2 separate regions of the Sus scrofa genome follow, and region 1 is linked to region 2. A link is a contact called in public HiChIP or PLAC-seq data. All regions are on one chromosome and are shown on one strand. Each heading gives the region's core, a stretch centred on a gene start, on an enhancer-like site or on the middle of the called end of the contact. The rest is flanking DNA. Distances are from core to core; before and after follow the strand shown. Region 1 overlaps GMDS (GDP-mannose 4,6 dehydratase). Region 2 overlaps GMDS (GDP-mannose 4,6 dehydratase).

Region 1 (3,151 bases), core at 493-2,992, 66 kb before region 2:
GTGCGGGCATCTGTGCCCATGTGCCCGGCAGTTGCCCGGTCGAGGAGCCCTCACTCCCAGGCCAGGCCTGTGTCCTTCGTCCCTCTGTCATCAGGCTGATTCCACCCTCCTGGGGCTGGTGCCGGAGTCAGTTCCACATCCTCCCCACCTGCTGTGGGTGCTGTGACTGTGTCCCCATCACAGACGGGGCAGAAGTGACTGCGCGGCGTCTGATGGTAAATGTCCTTCCACTGGTACCCTTGCTGCTGCTTCGGAAAGACCTCTGCAAGCTTCCTCAAAGAGACGGGGGAGCCCGTGGCCATCCGCCCGCTGCCCTGCAGACCGAGAGGAGGGTGCTCCTTTGTCACCACCTTGTGCCGCCCGCCGGCCTGCCCTCCCAGGTAGGCAGCGTCCTGTTTGTCGCAGGGCTGTTACTTCCTGGTACCGTCTCGTTAGGGCATTTCAGGGGCCGAGACCCTTTAACTTGTGCTGAGGAGGTGTCTGAACCACCCGCCTGTCCCTGGGTCACCTGCTTACAGCAAGTCAGGCCTCTGGCTGCCGTGCCCGTGAGGGCAGGTGGCATGGGACAGACAGGCTTTTCACAGAGCTGCGGTGGTTTGCAGACCTGGCCGTGGCCGTGCTCGGGCTTAGCTGCCTCCAGACCACACGAGGAGCCGGAGAGCCTCCACCCCAGCCCGACGGCCGTTTCCCAAAACTGTACCTTCCTCAGGAAACCAGGCTTTTACTAGCAGCCTGGCTGCCACCACGGACCTGGGCCGGGGACGGACGGCGTGTCCTCTGAGGGCCTGTCCACTCAGAGTTTCCACTGGCGACTTGTGTGGCCTTGGTCGCCGGCTGAGTCAGGGCCGCCGGGTCCGCCTCCTGCTGCACTGGTCAGTGGCGACCGGTGGCTGTCCTGCCTGGCTCCGGGCAGTGCTCGGACACCAAGCTTCTTCACCGACGAGTTCACAGAGCTGCGGGACCTCCCCAGGAGCGTGCGGGGCTGTCTCCTAGGTCAGAGTGTCCGCCTAGAGTGGCCTTTTACGTGATCTGAGCACCCTCCTCGGATTGTCGAATGCCCTCCAGGCCAGGCTTTCCTGTTCGGAGGTAATAAAGGAGCTGCTTTCATCAAAACCCCGAGCACCTTAAGAACCTCTTTGGGAATTCCTGCTGCGGGCACGCCGGCAGGTCACGCAGGCAGACGACTGACCTGAGGCTGTCCTCTTGTCGACAGCCTCCCCCTCTTGAACTCTTGCTGTGTGTTGAACCCGCGCCTCTGAGCACATGTTGCCACCTTGCCGGGGGGAAGAGGGTCCTGTTGGGAGTTACGCTGGCTCTGGTCTGCTGCGCAGACCCAGGCAAGCGGTAGGTCTGTGTGATCCCAGTTGCTTTGGATTTGTTTTGGATTCAGCGCCTGGTGTAGGCGTCAAGTCCTGTTGGAAAGACATGAACACTGACAGAGACCTGCCAGGGCGAGATTTTAGTTGTGGGCTCCATGCCTGGCAACAGTTAATTTTTCAAAGAGCTTCTGGGTGGAGCTGTGCCTTGCAGCCCAAAAGTTTCTAACTTCTGGTCTGGGCACCAGCAGTGAGACAGTCTCAGTCCGGTTCAAGGTCACGTGCGCGGCACGGATGTTTACCGGTGCAGTGAGCGGGACTGGCCACCAGGTGGCTCAAGTATGTAGCGTCTGCAGCGGTGCCGTCTTGCACTTCAGACGTCATTTCATAAAAACCTTCTGAGACCGGATTCCCCCACGATCTTAGAATGTGAAAGCGGAAGGTTGCCGTTTTAAATTGTGTCCCTGGCTCGCATTCGCCAGTCTGGGACCCAGACCCTGTGTCCTGTGTAGATGTGTACACACGCTCGGACCTTATTTCCCTTCTTGGCGGAAGTGCGTGCCCTAAACTGTCATTTTAGAATGTTTTGATGATTTATTTATCTGTTTATCTTGACATATACTTTCCATAGCTACAAGTCAGATTAATAGAGGTTTTGAAGTGTAAACTGTCGGCATGGTTAATATTGTTTTATTTTATGCTTTTGTTCTTTGGGAAATGAAGAGACACAGAGCACCTAAGAAGTCAACACATAACTTTCATGGACTTACTGTTTCCCAAGAAGAATTTAAAATCCTACTTTACTCCTTGAGAAGGAAGTTACTGTGTAGCTTCCCACTAACACTAGACAGAAAGCATTAAAAGGCCAAAGTATTTGCTTTATTTTAAGATCTGTGCAGTGAAGTTCAAGTGAAGTTAACCCTTGGGAATATGTGCTTTTTTTAGCTGATCAAGACATGGAATCTTAACTTTAGTTCTTTGTATCTTTCAATCACAAATTTCCTGGAATTAGGATTTTTTTTTCTGATAAGCTTAAGGCATATTAGAAAATAAACCACTTCTTCAAAAACCTAATATCCAGTTTCCTATTTATGTGGGCCTTTCTGCTTCAAAATTTTGGACAAAGGCATAAGGTAATGTCACTTCTGTTACATAATGGGCAAAGGGAAAAAGAGGGGGAAATTCGCATCCAGCGTCTTTCCCCCATTGTCCTAATTCTAGTTAGAACTTTAGCTGGAGAAAAGATGAAATAAATTTTTTAAAACATGTTTTGAAATTTCCGTGGTTTTACCTAACTCTCGTTACCTTCATGTCCGTGTCACTACCTCAGAAAGGAGGCCGACGTCTGTGTTGGTATCATTCACCACGAGGTTTTCCCGTCCTTCTTTGCAAAGCAGGGGCTGACGCCTCTACAGCTGAGGCGTGCGTCTGGCCCACAGACCAGCGCTAATTGCACATCGGCCTGCTGTGGTTGGTCGGAGGCAGTGTGACCGTGTCTGAGAGTCTTGATATATGTCCCGGTGACGGTACTAATTTTTTCTGCTTCTGTACACGGGTAGCCATGTGGTGGCCAGGAGTCCTCAACAATGGATCTTTGTTAAGGTTAATTTCTTTCAGGGAAATCGATGTGATTTAAAAAAACCATTACTGTGTGCGAACCGTGTGTGGAGCTGTGTGCCTATACCACCACCCTGTTGGGAAAATGAAACCGCAAAACTGTGTGTGTGTGTGGGGGGGGCACTTTTTAATGCTACTTATCTTTTTTTTAATTGTTAGGTGGCTTGGTATGAAAATGGAATCTTTTTATCATAATAATAAAGCAAGCTGATAAAGTA
Region 2 (3,161 bases), core at 576-3,075:
ACTTAAAAGTCCTTTATAGTCCATTAAGAATTTATATGAGAGAGAAACACTCTATGAACCTTCTCCTCTCCCTGTTCAAACAGATTGTTCTGTTTTATTAGCTCTAGGTGGTATTGTAATTTTGATAACAGCTAATAATGTTTGGAATTTTTCTTATAATTAGTGGACCACACAAAGGTATGTTTGTTGGGCCCGGTTCTCTTAATTCGCTTTCAATAGTGACTTGTTTACGAAATAAAATCCAGAGTATTATTTCAGCTTTGCAACAGTTAAGCTAAAATTAATGCAAATGGCTAAACATGCATATCAATTTGTAGATATCTCTGTAAACACAAATAGTCAATGAATAGTAAGTCAGTGAAGCTACTATGAGTGAGGCTTTTTGTTTTGAACTTTTGATGACGAATGGAAAATTGGTTTTGGATCCCTGATTAGATTAGAACAAACAACTTACGTAAATTAAGACAGAGACAGAAATAATACTTTGTTTAATACAAGGTAATGTAGCTGTCTCTCTTCCCCACAATAAAAAAAAGTGTCAATTTAAGAATTTAAACTTAACTGTTCATTTAAAACGCCAAATAGAGTTTGGTATCCTTTTAGTACGAATGGAGTTTCTAGAATTCTCTTTGTTCAGATGGGATCCTTGAAGTTGGCCTGGTATGATAAAATGAAACCATTTCTATTGCAAAGAAATTTAATGTGTAGTAACTTTTTAATAAATTTCTACTGTAAATCATTAATTCTACTCTCAATCATTATTTCCACTGTAAATCATTAAGCAGTGCCAGTGGGAAATAAATTACCTGAAGCTTTTATTTAATTTCCATTTTTCAAAAATATCTGGCACCGAAGACAGCAGGCTTGTTATGTTACCCCTTCTAGTGATGTCACATGAAGTGTATGTTGTTTAGGGATGGTAACTAAGACATCATCCGTGACGAATTTGAATTTGCTTCATTTACAAGTTTTACGCAGAAGGGCTTGGTCTGGCTTGTCAAGCTTGTCCTTGTCCTTGGACGGACGGGTCCTCGGCAAGAGTGGAATTCTCAGAGGTGCGCTTGCTTTACAGGCGACAGCGCTGGTGCTCGTGCTTGAGGTGACAGGCATCGCCTTGGTGGCCGCTGTGTGGTCACCGCGGGGCGGCGGCAGGTCGACGGACGGGGCAGCCGTGCTTTTCCTTTTGTCTGATTTTCAGGGGAAACCCTCTTCCTGAGTCTCCTTCCCACGCCCAGCCTGCAGGTTTTATTGGCGCTGGTTACTTGCACAGTAAAAAGTCTTCGAGAGCTTGGCAGTGTTGACACAATAAACCTTTAAGGCGCATTCTGCAGGCTGGGACTCCCCTCGTTAGCCCCGACGGGAAATGTCGTCTCTGCCTTCGCTGTGTGGCTTGATGGCTGTGAAATGGTTCGTAGAGGAAAGCTCTGTTTTGTTTTTTGGGTTGTTTTGCTTAAGGGACTTGTGTGGCTCACCCCGGCGTCTCTCCCGGCTTTGTTGGTTGGTGTGACACGCGCATTTGTCAGACAGCTCAGAGCTGGCGCGGTCAGGTCAGCACCGGGGAGGCCCAGGGGCTCTCGAGGTCTGTGTTCCCCTGTCTCCGCCCGAAAGAAGCATTCGAGTGTTTGGCAGAGATCAGTGCGTTATTGGATCAGTATTTGCGTTATTGGTAGTTTAAATAATGTGAGTAGATACTTTTTTATCTTGTTTCTTTACATTTCCCTTATACCAAATGTTATGAAAGTGTCACTCCGTCCTACGGTGTGGCAGGATGTTTGGACTGCAGTCTCGTGGAATGAATTAATTTCACTGTAATTGGTTCAGTGACCGAATGGAAAAAACTGCTGGTTTTGGTGTATGTTAAATGAGGCATCCCGGGCCCTTTCAGTTTTGGAGGGTTGCTTCGCAGAGAGAGAAATAGGAGTTCCTGGCAAGCGGCTGTGTTTTCGAAGGGACGCAAACCACGGCAGCCGCCTCTCTGGTCGCCTGTGCCGAGGAGAGACGGGCCTGCTTGGGGCGCGGGCGGTTCCGGGCCGGGGAGGCGTGTTATGCGCCGTCGTGCACATAGGTGGCAGCAAAGCGCCGCAGACAGCGGAAGTCAGCCTCGCCGCTGCGGGCGCTGAGTGACAGCCGAGCCGGACTGCCATCGGCGTGGCTGCCCCGTGCTGCAGTTGAACGCAAAGTAGGAAAGAAAGCCACTATTGATAACACCAGAGTGTTCCCAGGACAGTGAAGAAGGCTGGGAGGAGCTGTAACACACTGAATTTCTGGACAGATCCCAGGTGGGAAGGCTTAATCTCTTAAGGTATGTCTCCCACCCCGAGAGAGGACAGGCGTCCGCCGAGATGATCCCCGCGTCCAAGGCGAGAGGCCACAGAGGGCCAGGGCGCAGGAGAGCGGGAAGCGGGGGAGAAACCGGACGCCCGCTGCCGAGGCACGTCATGGCCTGCTGCCTGCGGTGCCTCTGGCCGGCTCGGCTGCTCCTGACTTGAGCAAGTTTCAGAGGAAATATCCGTCCACGACCAGGCAGGCCTTCCATGGGAGCGCTTGCTCCCACGTCAGCGTTTTAGAAAGTAGAACTGCAGCTGGAGCTGCTGTTCAGCACCCAAGCACAAGTGCCTGTCCTCCGCCTGCGCGTGCGGTTAGTGCGGCCCGCTCTGTCCCGAGCCTCCCGGTAGTGACATCATCCGTCTCCTCGGTGCCGGCCGTCAGAGCCATTAGTGGGTCATCCGCGTCTGCTGCCCAGGGCCGGCCCGCGGCTTCCCACCCGTGGCCGAGGTAGCTTTCGACTTGGAGCTTTGAATTTGGGGAAACACAGCCAGGAGGGTCCAATGCAGCACAGTGGTGTTTATTAGAAACGGGAGAGAGGAAGCAAGTTGTAAAAAAGCGGTCAGCCGCGAATCGGGCTCCTCACGCGCGAGCCGAGGCCCCTCGACACCTCCGAGGCCGGCGACCTGGCTCGGGACGCCGCGGCCGGGGGCTCGTCCTCCGCCCTGCCCTCCTGTGCCTGCGGCCCGCCGACCAAGGGCCGCGTCGCCGGCTGAGCGGAAGGTGTGTGTGTGGAACCACTTGCTCGGGCCCAGCGTCTGGCAAGTCTCTCGTGACAGCGACCTATTTTTTCACATCATTATTTTTTTAGTGAATGCGATATCTTAACAACCCCT

What was found. HiChIP or PLAC-seq counts read pairs in DNA pulled down with a chosen protein or histone mark.
Region 1: a contact with region 2 is called in an H3K27ac HiChIP or PLAC-seq map of skeletal muscle. The contact joins two enhancer-like sites. A contact is called at or near these places in 9 of 47 Hi-C or Micro-C datasets (embryonic fibroblasts, fetal heart ventricle, fetal skeletal muscle and 2 more) and 1 of 2 datasets of contacts at active chromatin or transcription factors (skeletal muscle).

The regions. Positions count from the first base shown.
Region 1 is chr7:1,247,987-1,251,137 of Sscrofa11.1, reverse strand. All of the region lies in intron 1 of GMDS (GDP-mannose 4,6 dehydratase), which reads left to right. Among named protein-coding and RNA genes, the nearest start is that of GMDS, 36 kb to the left of the region's middle. Within about 2 kb of position 1,742, at least 31 of the 83 cell types and tissues checked have an H3K27ac peak or open chromatin away from gene starts, as enhancers often do. A contact at or near this core is called in skeletal muscle, where this site is marked.
Region 2 is chr7:1,182,460-1,185,620 of Sscrofa11.1, reverse strand. The region is part of intron 4 of GMDS (GDP-mannose 4,6 dehydratase); the gene reads left to right. Among named protein-coding and RNA genes, the nearest start is that of GMDS, 100 kb to the left of the region's middle. Within about 2 kb of position 1,825, at least 42 of the 83 cell types and tissues checked have an H3K27ac peak or open chromatin away from gene starts, as enhancers often do. A contact at or near this core is called in skeletal muscle, where this site is marked.